Linked DNA regions of Xenopus tropicalis: region 2 is linked to region 1. Evidence: chromatin contacts called from public Hi-C data. All regions are on one chromosome and are shown on one strand. The core of a region is the stretch at or near the end of the contact, and the rest is flanking DNA. Distances in the headings are between cores, read along the strand shown. Region 1 holds the start of cmtm3 (CKLF-like MARVEL transmembrane domain containing 3). Region 2 holds the start of dync1li2 (cytoplasmic dynein 1 light intermediate chain 2).

Evidence for each region. A called contact is a pair of places that touch in the nucleus more often than the background predicts.
Region 2: a Hi-C map of neurula embryo shows a contact between it and region 1, with 2.5 times the contacts expected there. The contact joins the promoter of dync1li2 here to the promoter of cmtm3 in region 1. A contact is called at or near these places in 2 of 5 Hi-C or Micro-C datasets (gastrula embryo and neurula embryo).

Annotation. Positions count from the first base shown.
Region 1 is chr4:57,910,552-57,917,042 of UCB_Xtro_10.0, reverse strand. It overlaps cmtm3 (CKLF-like MARVEL transmembrane domain containing 3), which reads right to left and starts at 2,292. Exons shown (of 5, transcript NM_001112977.1): 1 at 2,149-2,292. The coding sequence starts at 2,265.
Region 2 is chr4:58,039,870-58,046,360 of UCB_Xtro_10.0, reverse strand. dync1li2 (cytoplasmic dynein 1 light intermediate chain 2) reads left to right here and starts at 3,549. Exons shown (of 13, transcript XM_004913576.4): 1 at 3,549-3,744. The coding sequence starts at 3,659.

The DNA.
Region 1 (6,491 bases), core at 1,043-3,542:
ATGCTGCTCCTTCCTTCGCTGTATCGCCTTATTTAAAATTTAAAGTTTTAGCAGGTATTTTTTAATAAAGCATTTAAAATACTAAATGGTTTGCAGGATAGGACAATTATTGGGGCAGGGTAGAATAGATTTTTTACTTAAAAAATTTTAGTGTTACTTTTCCTTTAAATTGTTCATGAAAATTTACAAGATGTGCTACTCCTAAAGCGAAATAGGTGCAAGGAAATCGTTTTAAAGGCAAAAGACCCTGTCACTGCAGGCGAAATAAGGGAACCAGTAGGGCACTGACAGTTAAAGAAAGAAAAAAATAAAATAAAATATATATATAAAATATACAGTATATAATATACACTATATGGAAAAATGTTGTATTCACCAGTAGATTCTAGTTATACCACTATATAGGTTGGTGCACCTTTTACCATCTTTTAATCGATAGTTACTGTTAATGGGGATAGTCACATCACAAAATGTTTTTTGCATATTGAAAGAAAATGTAGCAAAAAAACATTTTTAATGTTTGTAATGTCTGTAAATAGCAGTATCTACCTATTTTTATCCTCTGCTGGCTCTGACTCCAAACAAGTGCTACATTGTTTAAAGAGTCAGACCCAGAGAATAGAGGGGATAAAAGTGGCCATACACGGTGGTTCGCCTTTAAAGGAGAAGGAAAGGCAAAGTCACTTGGGGGTGCCAAAATGTTAGGCACCCCCAAGTGACTTTAATCACCTACCTTGTACCCCGGGCTGGTGCCCCTGTTAGGAGAAAACAGCACCAGCCCGGGGTACTTGTAGCGAGCGCTTCCTTCTTCCTGCTCCATTTTCAGGCAAATTCCAGTGGCCGGCGCATGCGCAGTAGAGTGAAAAGGCGACTTCTCTGTTAAAGTTCGGCTTTTCACTCTACTGCGCATGCGCACGTGAGCGAAGTGATTTGCCTTCTTCTTCTTTCAAATGGGGGTCACTGACCCCGGCAGCCAAAAAACTATTGCTCTGTGAGGCTACAATTTTTTCATTATTGTTACTTTTTATTAGTTATATTCCTATTCATGACCCCCCCTATCCATATATCAGTCTCTCATTCAAACCACTGCATGCCTGATAAGGTATACAATTATCTGCTGAAATACCAAACTGGAGAGCTGCTGAACAAAAAGTGAAATTATTAAAAAACTATAAATAAAATATAAAATAAGACCAATTGCAAATTGCCTTAGAATATTATTCTCTACATCATAATAAAGTTTAACTCAAAGGTGAACAACCCCTTTAAGCTGCCGATTCAATCCGGCAGTTTATCTGCCTGTGTATGGGGCCCCCGACATCTCTCTCCGATCAATATCTGTCCAGAAATTGTCCAGGTATGGATCGGGGAAGGGTTGATTTTCCTGTCGGATTGGGGACTGCATCAGCTCATTGATGTGGTACCTTGTACCCCTGTTCGGAGAAAACTGCACCAGCCCGGGGTACCTGTAGTGAACGTTTCCTTCTTCTTTGTTCGCTCTGCCGGCAAAATCCCTGGGCCGGCGTATGCGCAGTAGAGTGAAAAGCTTACTTTTTTGTTAAAATTCACTACTGTAGCAACTTGCAGATTTTAGCATCCCAGTCCATTAAAACCACTGAATTTTTTCAATTTTGGAAAGTTGGCTTTGATTAGTCATCTTGGGTGGAGATCTTTTTGACTGTGCTCCCAAGATATGGGCTTCTAAATAGACATATTTCACACTCCCCAGTACTGTGCCCCTATGGTCCCCATACCTTAATGGTGTAATCATGCACAAACTAGGCTCCATCTAAAATCCACATGCTGGAGCAGGAAATTCTTTTCCATAAAGAAAAGACCCGGAGCCCTCTCCGGCAGCAGGCAACCCCCTCCACTTTCCCTGCACATAAGGATTGCATTAGTCACTATCACGGGCTTTGGTGAAGAGGATATTGTGGCCAAGAAAAAGAAGCCACATAACCGACATCTGCTGGGTGAAAAGGAGGGAAGACAATATAGGGAGGATGGCGGATTCGGAGATACAGATTGCGATATCCATCCTGCTGAACTACACATCCCATTGTGCACTGTTGTTAAAATCGCACATCCCTGCGCCTGTCGCTACCAGCTGCATGCAGGGGACGGAACGACGGAGTATGTGTGACTCACCCATTCAGCCAGCAACAGCTGCCCCTTGCGGGAGCTCAGGAACTCCCTCCCCGGGATCAGGGCGCTCAGGGCGGGCGCAGCAGGGCGGCTGTCGGTCGGTTGATCGGGGTCATCCATGGTTGGGGGTGCAGAAAGGGAGATGATACTTTAGCGGTCGGTGGGAGAAGAAAGGAAATGGTGACAATGCGGAAATGTGTATAAACTAAAAAGTTGTGAGCGTCTATGCGATCAGCGGTGGCTTAACCCCTGCAGTGCCAGGGCCGCCACTTCCTGCCCAACTTTAGGCAGCTGGGGGTCACTGACTGTTCACTGGCTTCTGTTGCAGCTAAATAAATGCAGTCGCTTTCTTGCTCTTTGTTGTAAAGGGGAAGACCATTCTTAAATTAACCTTTAGGATAATGTATACACTGATGTTCTGAAACAATTTCATTTTTAATGTTTTCTGTTTTTTGAAATTTTAAATCTTTTGGTTATCTGTTCTGCTGTTTATAATTTCACCAGCTATCCAGTTGCTATAGTCAAGATACTGGTTTGAATGACAGACTGGGCAGGAAACTTTGGGCTACTTCAGAAAACAAAGGGCCACATATCCCTTTTCATCAGCGATTCACTTTATTGCTGGTGGGAAGGCATTTCAGAGAGATTAGTCGCCTGCAGCTGAGATTTAAAGGATCAGTAACACCAAAAAATGAAAGTATATAAAAGTAACTAAAATATAATGTGCTGCTGCCCTGCACTGGTAAAAGTTGTGTGTTTACTTCAGAAATTCTACTATAATTTATATAAATAAGCTGCTATGTAGCCATGGAGGCAGCCATTCAAAGGAGTAAAGGCACAGGCACATAGCAGATAACAGATAAAAAAATTCATTATCACTGTCCCATTCAGTCTTTCTCTTCATTTCATTTAAATTCTAAATTTCTTTAAATAAAGACACATAAAGTTAAGTTGAATGGCCATGCTACAAAAACACAATGTTATATGAAGGTATACATGGTCTCTGAGTCCAGCAGTAGTCCTTCTAGAACCCTTGTGGGCAAATTTGATGCTGACAATAAATAGGAATCCCCCTGCTATGGTAACAGTCCATTAGTCCCATGGCCTAGTCATTTGGATACTGTACCTGGTGCAAGTATTTGTTTTGTATCACAATAAAATGGATATAGCTACATAGGAGGAGAAGGTAATTATTCTCCTTTCCAAAGTACTAGTAAGGCCCCATCTACCCTGTTTTCCCGAAAATAGGACATCCTCCGAAAGTAAGGCACCCCCCGATTTTTCACCCCCTCGGAAAATAAGGCACCCCCCGAAAATAAGACACCCACCCAAACGATGGAATAAATGTGTACTGTATTCTTCTTCATGGAAAAATAAGACATCCTCTAAAAATAAGACCTAGTGCATATTTTGGAGCTTAAAAAAATATAAGACAGTGTCTTATTTTCGGGGAAACACGGTAGAATATGCAGTGCAGGTTTTGGTCAGTGCTCAAAAGTTACATTGTTAAAATGACAAATACCTGTGATGTATTTTCCTTCTTTTCTACTGATTTTTATTATTATTTACATGTATTTATAAAGTGCCAACGTACTCCGCAGTGCTGTACAATAAATGGGTGTATAGATTAAACAGACTTTATACAAAAATAATATAAAAAAACACCCATAACATAAAGAAGGCCCTGGCCAAAAAGCTTACAGAGTATTTTTAAAAAAGTGTTGAGAGAAGGGCTACTGAGTTAATAAATATTATGTGAGATCCAAGTTATTGAGATAAGACTACTAGGCTGGGATTGTTTATAGTAAAGAGGTGTTTTAGAAAGATAAAATTCCTTACTGGCCAGTACATCTTTTCTGGAGACATTAGGGCATGCCTTAGGATTAGAAGAAAGAAGGTTTTATTTTATGGTGCAAAAGTTTTTATTTTTAAATAAAAATTGAAATGGTCTTCCTAAAGCTATTGTACTGGCAGAAACATTTGATAGTATTCAGGACTGGAGGCCAGCTAAGCATTAGAGTAACAATAAAAAGCTACTTATCAGTAGAAAAGCTAAAAGTAGGGATGCACTGAATCCAGTATACGGCTTGGGATTGACCAGAATTCACATTTTGCAGCAGGATTCGGATCTGGCCGAATTCACGTGCCAGGCTGAACCAAATCTGAATCCTTAAATCACTTGACATTTTGTCATATGACCAAGGGAGTTGAAAAATTTTCACCACACAGGATTCAGATCTGGCTAAATGCACATGCCTTTGCATGAGGCAAGTTTCTCGCATAATGCCAGCAGTGCCATTACTATTAAATCAGCCAGAGGCATCTCCAAAAAGCAGTGTTATAAATGTCAAAAAGCCCTGACATATTGTGTTAAAAGCAATATTGTGCCAATGAACTGTACTCATCTAAATATAGAAGGAATGTGCTTTAAAAAGTAGTGTTTTGGGCAGATTCATTGATCATTTCTCCAAATACCCCATTAGTCCTGCCCATCTGTTCCACCTCCAGTCAATAAAAAGCTTGTGATATCTCTGTTCTAAGTTCAGAATCAGGGTGAGCTCAGAATCCACGGAGCTCATGTCAAATAAACTTAGTCCTTTACCAAAAGTGGTCTCCAGGAACTGAATTTACAATAAGAGTAACTAATTATGTTTTATCAGACAGAAGGTCTCATTTACTAAATAAATTTCACCAATACCAATGGCAATTAATGACATTTTGGCTTCAATTTTTCAACTGGTAGTTGACTGACCAAAACTAATCTCTGATTGGATGTTTTGGACATCTAAGTTCATTATCCTGGATCCTTGTCTTTCTGATGACACAGATGCTAGAACTGGATCTTTATCTGCCAGATGACAAAAAATTGTCTTCTACCTGGGTTCTTAAGACACAAATATCCTGTTATTTTTTTTGCCAAGTTTTAAGCAATTGTTTTAAATGTATAAGTTCTGACCCTATGATGACTTTTTATATCCTATAACAGTGCTGTCCAACTGGCTCTGTGTGGCCCCCCACCTGTCTGGCTGCTTTGATGGCTTACCTTTGTGTAAGCTTTAAATGATATCAGTACTGAGATTAACTGGCCCCCTGCATGGTTCTCACCTCAGATTCAGGCTGTAATCCTCCTGTATTATTTAAAAATGTAATCCCCTGTACTGTTCACACCTTTTAATACCTGCATTGTTCAACCCCTGCAGTGTTCACACCTCAGGCTCAAGCTGTAATCACCCCCATTGTTCACCTGTTCACACCTCAGACATAGGTACTGTAGGTACCTATGTAGGTACTGCCTGGACTATGCTGCCTGTGTGTATGGCACACACAGAGAGCATAGGGTAGGCAGAGTATGGCACACACAGGCAGCATAGGGCAGGGAGGGTATGGTACACACAGGCATTTCGCACGGGCGCAACCTTATAAAAGGGCCTGGGATCGCTGCAGTAGGAGCTGCATACACCGAGGAGCCACTGGGGACGAAGAACAAGGGAGCGCTGTGTATGGGGGGGCTGTCTCTATTGGGGGCACTGTGTATGGGGGGGGCTGTCTCTATTGGGGGCGCTGTGTATGGGGGGGCTGTCTCTATTGGGGGCACTGTGTATGGGGGGGCTGTCTCTATTGGGGGCGCTGTGTATGGTGGGGCTGTCTCTATTGGGGGCACTGTGTATGGGGGGGGGCTGTCTCTATTGGGGGCACTGTGTATGGGGGGGCTGTCTCTATTGGGGGCACTCTGTATGGGGGGGCTGTCTCTATTGGGGGCGCTGTGTATGGGGGGCTGTCTCAATTGGGGGCACTGTGTATGGGGGGCATTGTGTATGGGGGCACTGTGTATGGGTAGTACTGTCTTTTAGGCTATGGGGGGCACTTTCTATGGGGGGCACTGTGTATGGGTAGGACTGTCTTTTAGGCTATTGGGGGCACTGTGTATGGGGGGCACTGTGTATGGGGGGCATTGTGTATGGGGGCACTGTGTATGGGTAGTACTGTCTTTTAGGCTATTGGGGGCACTGTGTATGGGGGGAATTGTGTATGGGGGCACTGTGTATGAGTAGTACTGTCTTTTAGGCTATTGGGGGCACTGTGTATGGGGGGCACTGTGTATGGGGGGCATTGTGTATGGGGGCACTGTGTATGGGTAGTACTGTCTTTTAGGCTATTGGGGGCACTGTGTATGGGGGGCACTTTCTATGGGGGGCATTGTGTATGGGGCACTGTGTATGGGTAGTACTGTCTTTTAGGCTATTGGGGGCACTGTGTATGGGGGCATTGTGTATGGGGGGCACTGTGTATGGGTAATACTGTCTTTTAGGCTATTGGGGGCACTGTGTATGGGGGGCACTTTCTAT
Region 2 (6,491 bases), core at 2,300-4,799, 130 kb before region 1:
GGTTTGCTCTTTTTCAGAAGCAAAAAATAATGGGGCGAGCTGATTCCAATCTGGTTTCATGGTCTTTCCATTTTTTGTGTCTTTAAGAAGAATGGATTATTATGGCTATTTCCAGTAGGGGAGGCTGTAAAGTAGGCTTTTGTGGATGGTATTCTTAATCCTACCAAGGAGGCTCCTGAATATTGTGCTTCTTGAAATTTCAGACTGGTGGAAGTTGTTTTGCCATATAAAGTTGTTAATAGTGTTGAAGCGCTTGAAAGAGGTGGCAGTGGAATCCTAAACAAATACAAAATATGCAGCAATACATTCATTTGAATAATTCCAATGCAACCAAACTATGATGTAGATTCTTTTTGCCACTTAATGCAATCTTGTGTTATAGTTCTTGTAAATGGTTGGTACATGTAGTGGTTTAGGTGATAAATTTGTTCGGGATCTTTAGGGAGTTTAATATCCAGGTATAGTAAATATGTACCTCTCCATTCAAACTAAAATTGTTGAATAAGTTTTTTTTTGTGGTATATTGATGGATAGTGCCTGAACTTTGGATGTTTTTATTTTGTGCCATGAAACCACATGGAATTGTGACATCTCTTTTAATAGATTTGGCAATGCTATTTAGTTGCGTAACTACTCCGCACCAGGCCACTGTGCAAAAAAATCTTTAGAGGGACCCCGCACAGAGTAGACTCGCCCTGCCCCCCTGCCTGCTCTCCTACCGGCAATGGAAAAAGCAGACCCCCCAGTCCTGGCCCCCTGTGACCACAGGGCCTGCTTCCTTAATTATTATGCCACTGATAATATTCTTGGGTTTGCAAGAGCTAGGAGGATATCATCTGCACTTTAATAATTTTCTGCATTCTGGTCATGGTTGGAATTCCTATGATGTTTGTGTTTGATTTAATTTATTGGGTTAAGGGTTGTACCATTAGTGAAAATTTTAGAGGGGATGAGAGGGTATCCCTGACGTGTTGTGTAAACTGAAAGGCGTTCGACAGACACACTATTATGTATATGCAAAAGTCTTGGTATCTGTTGCAGTATGTTTACTTTGGCATCTGCAACCCCACTGCCCAGAAACCCATACCATTCCTCCTAATTCTGTGGAGGGTCTGGACATCCTGGGGGCTGGGCAGCAGGCAGCATATCCTTGCAGAGCTAGATGACCAACAACCTGGAGTAATGTTACAAACCCTCTTTGAGAGCATGTGTAATTTCTTCTCGCCTCATTGCAAAATGCCCATGACCATGTCATCCAGAAGTGCTTTTGAACTGTCAAAATGGCAAAGCTATATGGCAAGAATATTACATATAAATGCATATAGAATGTTTACATCTTCTGTTGATAAAGTATCAGAATAGAAACAGGTGTCTCTTTCATGAGATGAGTCTAGTCATACCCTGTATCTGTTGATCAGTCTGTCTCACAGGCTTTGGCTCATTCTCCCATGGGTCATTGTTTTGGAGATGTTGCTTCCAGATTAATCTATCACATCATTTTAATACAGACATGGCAAAAATAGAGTTCTTATTCAACTATTCTGTAGTAGATTTATAAAAATATATATTATGTATATATGTTAACCAGACTTAACCAGCAGAGAGCAGCACTGCTATGCATTTGCATCTGCTAGGTATCCTTTTTGTTATTTTCAGCCCCAAGAAGTACTACATTATGCATGTGCCCAACCCACAGCTGCACAAGGGACACATGAGAATGGAAAACATGGTGGGGCACCGTAAGAAACGGTGATGGTGATTTTTTTCATAGAATAGATGTCAGCTAATGGCAAAAGGTTATGAATTTGTATTTACTGGATTGACTTTATGGTTATATGCTAATAGGCACCAATTCCTGCTGCCAAACCCTTTTGAAGCTTTAATGCTGATGACTGCAACAGGGTCAGGGATTTTAAAATTGTATTGATAGTCATAGGAAGTACCATTAAAAATAAGGTATTCAGAGTAAGCTTTTCAGTTTCTGGGCTTAAACTTCAAAAACAAAGTTAACTTTTATTCCATCAAAAAATGGCATAACATCCAGCGCTCTTTGCAGGGGCTTTGGTTTTAGAAAGAGTTTCAGAATTGCCAAAATTTTAACATACTACCCCAAAGATAGGCACAGTGGTTTTACTTTGACAATAAAACACTTTCATTAAATCTGTTTACAAAATGTTTAACAGAGTCAGCCATTTAAATGATTTTTCAGCAATGTTGGACAGCCCTTAACCTGAATGGAGCCATTGCTTGATCACACTTGGTCAAACTTCAGTCCTATGGATCTGGTTGAAAAAGGCTGTCTCCATTGATCTCCATTGTGGTGCATGTGGAAAGTGACTGCTGAAGGGATGTGGAAGGGACAATTTTTGACTATGCCTATGGTTGCGCCTGTCTCCTTTCATCAATAGAACATTTTTAACCCACTATTGTACCATCCCTGACCTGACCACTTAGGCTTATGGCACAATGGGCTATGCATCATTGAAAAAGCAGGCAGAAAAAAGCTGATTCACTTACATGCGCTCCTTTTCTTATCTGTACCTTATCTGTACTGATACGCATGGGTTGGCTTGTGTGTAGACACAGGCAGAAGATGCCATAGAGCATAGACAGTCACTATATAGTGGGCTGGTGGGGTATTGTTTGGGTCTCTGTGTACTTGAAATGCCAGGGCCTATTTAGAATCCCAACCCAGACCTGCACATATCTACATAAAAAGGCATACCCTTGCACTTTTGCTGTGTCAACTCCCAGCCAGACATGGGTCCTCCAGAATAGTACCTTGCACAATAAAAAAGTTTTTTAAGAGATTTAAACTGTCTGCTTCTTTGGTTTCACAAGGCCCTCCTTACCAGTTTTTTTTTTCTTTTTAAAGGTAGCAATCCTAGCCATGGCCACCCACCAATACTACTTTAATGCTTGGCCAGCATGCCGTTACAATTTCACCACACCCAGTTTCTCCAGTCCTGCATAGTAATCCTGTGGATTCATTTAATGGGCCAACACCTCTTTATTGCCATGCATTATGGGGCTTCCCTACCTAATTTCAAAGGATATGGGATATGTTAGGGCTGAGATAAGGGAGTCTTATTTCAGAGCCAACACTCCCTATCAGAATGTTTTATCAATATGCATATACCCGATTGCCTTTCCCAGAATATTCTGTACTATATCGGACATTTAACATTTGAGAATATTTTGCTTGGATATCGTGCTACAAGGCTATAACTATGTATATATCCAGGAATTAAACTTTCAAGTGAGAGGGTAAAAACGAGAGACCTGTCTCACAAAACTGACAGAACAATAATGTGGCTTCTCAATATAATCGTGTTTTCCTATAATGGTATGATGTAAGCACAACGACAGGTGGCACTATTGCTACAGGGCGGCTCCTCCACCCATTACTTCATCTTTCACTAAAGACCTAGACGCTTTAGATGGCCGCGAAGTTGCCTTATAAATAAGAATTTGAACGCCTCGTATTTTGTGTTGAGCCAAACGCAGACGCAGTTTATATAGAGCGTCTATGTCAACTAACACTAACTAGAATAGAAGAGAGATTTGATGCCTTCAGGCGACCCAGAGCCGCCTCCGTAGTTGGGGTCCTCAGGCAGGACCGGTTGATGTCATTCTTTGTGGTGGCTGCAGTGGCAAGATGGCGGGGGAGAGGAAGCTGCTGGGCGCTGACCGGGGGGATGCTCCCGGAGCAGGGGCTGAAGAAGACGAAGGGCAGAGCTTATGGTGAGAAGCAAAGCAGGACTAGACGCAGGCTGCCATGCTGTCATGGAGCCAATGCATACGTCTGTCTTATCAGTGCCCCAGCTAAACTTCCCTCAGCTTCTGACTCACTGACAGGAGTTTGTACTGCCGAACTGGGGGCGAGTGCGGTTGCTGTCAGGGTAGGACCATGAGAATGGTGACAGAACACAGTAAATAAATTTCATCATTGACTCCATGTATCCCCTTCTTGTTGAGCGCTGCTTTGGCTGGGCGGATGGGTCTGACAGTGGAATCAGGCAGAATGACAGGACAGTGTAACAAAGTGAGGCAAATGCAAGAGCATGCACACACTGCCACTTGCCTCATTGTGTTACGTTCCCTAATGCAATTCTATCCCAAAGGGATTTATGAGAGGCATGGCAGTCCCTTTGATTGATGGGTGTACACGCTGCTTTTCTCCAGATGTTATTGAAACTACAACAGGGATGTGTAACTTGCAACTTGCTGGCTGTAGGACTACAACTCCCAGCATTCACTGACACTGGAAAGCTGTAAAGTGTGCTGGGAGTAAGTGAATCAAGAACAGCTGGAAAAAAGCAGGCTGGGCATCTTTGAGCTACATCCAGCAGCATTTCTACAGGCAGATGGAGAATGTTGGGAGTGGTGCAATACTTTGACAATTGAAAACTACAATTTAAAGATCTTCTCCCTCGCTCATTTGAATTCCTACTGCTTGAACCACAGTCATTTTTTTCATACCATTAAATTATCCCTTGCAGTGACATCTAGGATTAGATTTTTCATTTTATTGCTAGCAGCAGATTCCAGCATTCTGCGCTGTTGCCACCACTGCTTTATGAAATGGTTTTAAAATGCTTGTAAATTGTTGGCTTAATCATGCAGGTTAATATTTTAATACAAATTGTAGAACAGGTATGGAACCCATTATCCAGAATGTTTTCTGGATAAGCGATCTCTCTGTAATTTGTTTTTCCATACCTTAAGTCTACTAAAAAGAATCATTTAAAAATTAAATAAACCCAATACAGGTGTTCTGCATCCAATAAGGATAATTTGTATCTTAGGGGGTACAAGAATTAGGGGGTAGAATTAATATATATTTTTTTTATCCCATTACCTGAAAATAGCTGCCATTGCAGTATAACAATTTGCCTTAATATTGAATTATTGCTGTACAGAAATAGCTGAATGTAATAGTTAAAACTAGCTTTGAAGTTTGTATCATGTGAAATAAATATTTACAGTGTTATTTCAAATAAAACGGTGATGGTTTGCATAATGTAGACAGTGTGGATGTCTTTAGTACTTTTCATTGGAACAGTGTATGTCTTCTCATACAATTCTTGTTTTTGCCTTGGGAATAACCACACCCTGTTGTTTGAAACTTTATTAATTCTTGTTAATATCATGGGACATAATGTTTTGAATTATAACCTATGCTGATTTCTCATTAACATACAACGGTGAACAATTCTGCAGTATTTGGAAAAAGTAGGCTATTAGAATTCAGATTCCCTTTTTTTTTTTCTTACCCCATGCATTATTTGTAATTGCCAGCTTGTACCAGTGTAATAATTAATAAAAGCAATGTAAGTGGTGGCAAATAAGATAGTAGCCTCCACATGTACTTTCGATTCAGTAATTCAATAAGAATTTTTATGATGTCTTAATTCAATTATCCTCTACTAACATTGCAATTTCGCAACTGTTTATGCCGCAGTTCAGTTATGTGTCAGATTATGAGTAGTGTGACTCTGCTCTTAAAAGGCACCAATTACCATAAGAAATTAGTCCAGATCCTTTTCTATTATGTTAAATGAGTAAAATAAACTTGTACGTGACCTATATACTTTTATTAAATGTTGTTTCCTTCAATCTGGGAATCCACATTTAGAGCACATAGGCAGGTACCATTTTGTAGACACTGTTATTAAGGCACCCCAAAATCTTGTTTGTCTAGAATGGGGGATATATTGCCCATGCCCAGGATACACAATTAGGGACATTGAGGAGGTGGGATGTGCTGTGACATTTACGAAGCACTGAATGGAAAGTGAAAGACTGCATGCCTCTATGTATGAGGCAGTCCAGCCAATATATGATTGACCGCTCAGATGTATAAAAACATTTATATCAAGTATAGATGTTTTAATAAAAAAGGGAATTTGGGTTTTTTGTTTACTTTGCAAGGAACTTTTATTATACAGCTTTTTTATGCGTGGGTGATAGGTTCCCTATAAAGTGGAACAAAAGAAATACCTTCTGCTTTCTGGGCATCATAGCACTTTCATGTGTATTATCTCTAGTTTGTAATACATTTGAAATCATGGTTGAAAAACGTTCTTTCATATTAGGTTGACAGTAATTACAATTCAGGCTGTATATTCTATGTAAAGGTGCAACATTAGAAGGATGTACCTTTTAATCTGAATAGGGTTTTTTTTTCTGGTACTCACATACGTCCTTCAACATATACATGCACACGCGCGTATGGCTTTATGATTTGCTTTATAGCAATTATAACAGCATATTAAGATAAAATACAAAATGTATGCTTCTTGCATGCCAATAGTAGTAATTGACTGAATGAAGTTTTTACTTTTGAGTGATCAGGATGTCCCCCCACACAAGATACTGATCCCAACTGGAATAGTAGAAAACAGATGAAGTGACCAGCCACATTGAATATTGTGTTGCCATGTTAAGAAATGATACTATTGCAACACAGCTATGCATTAGTAGGATTA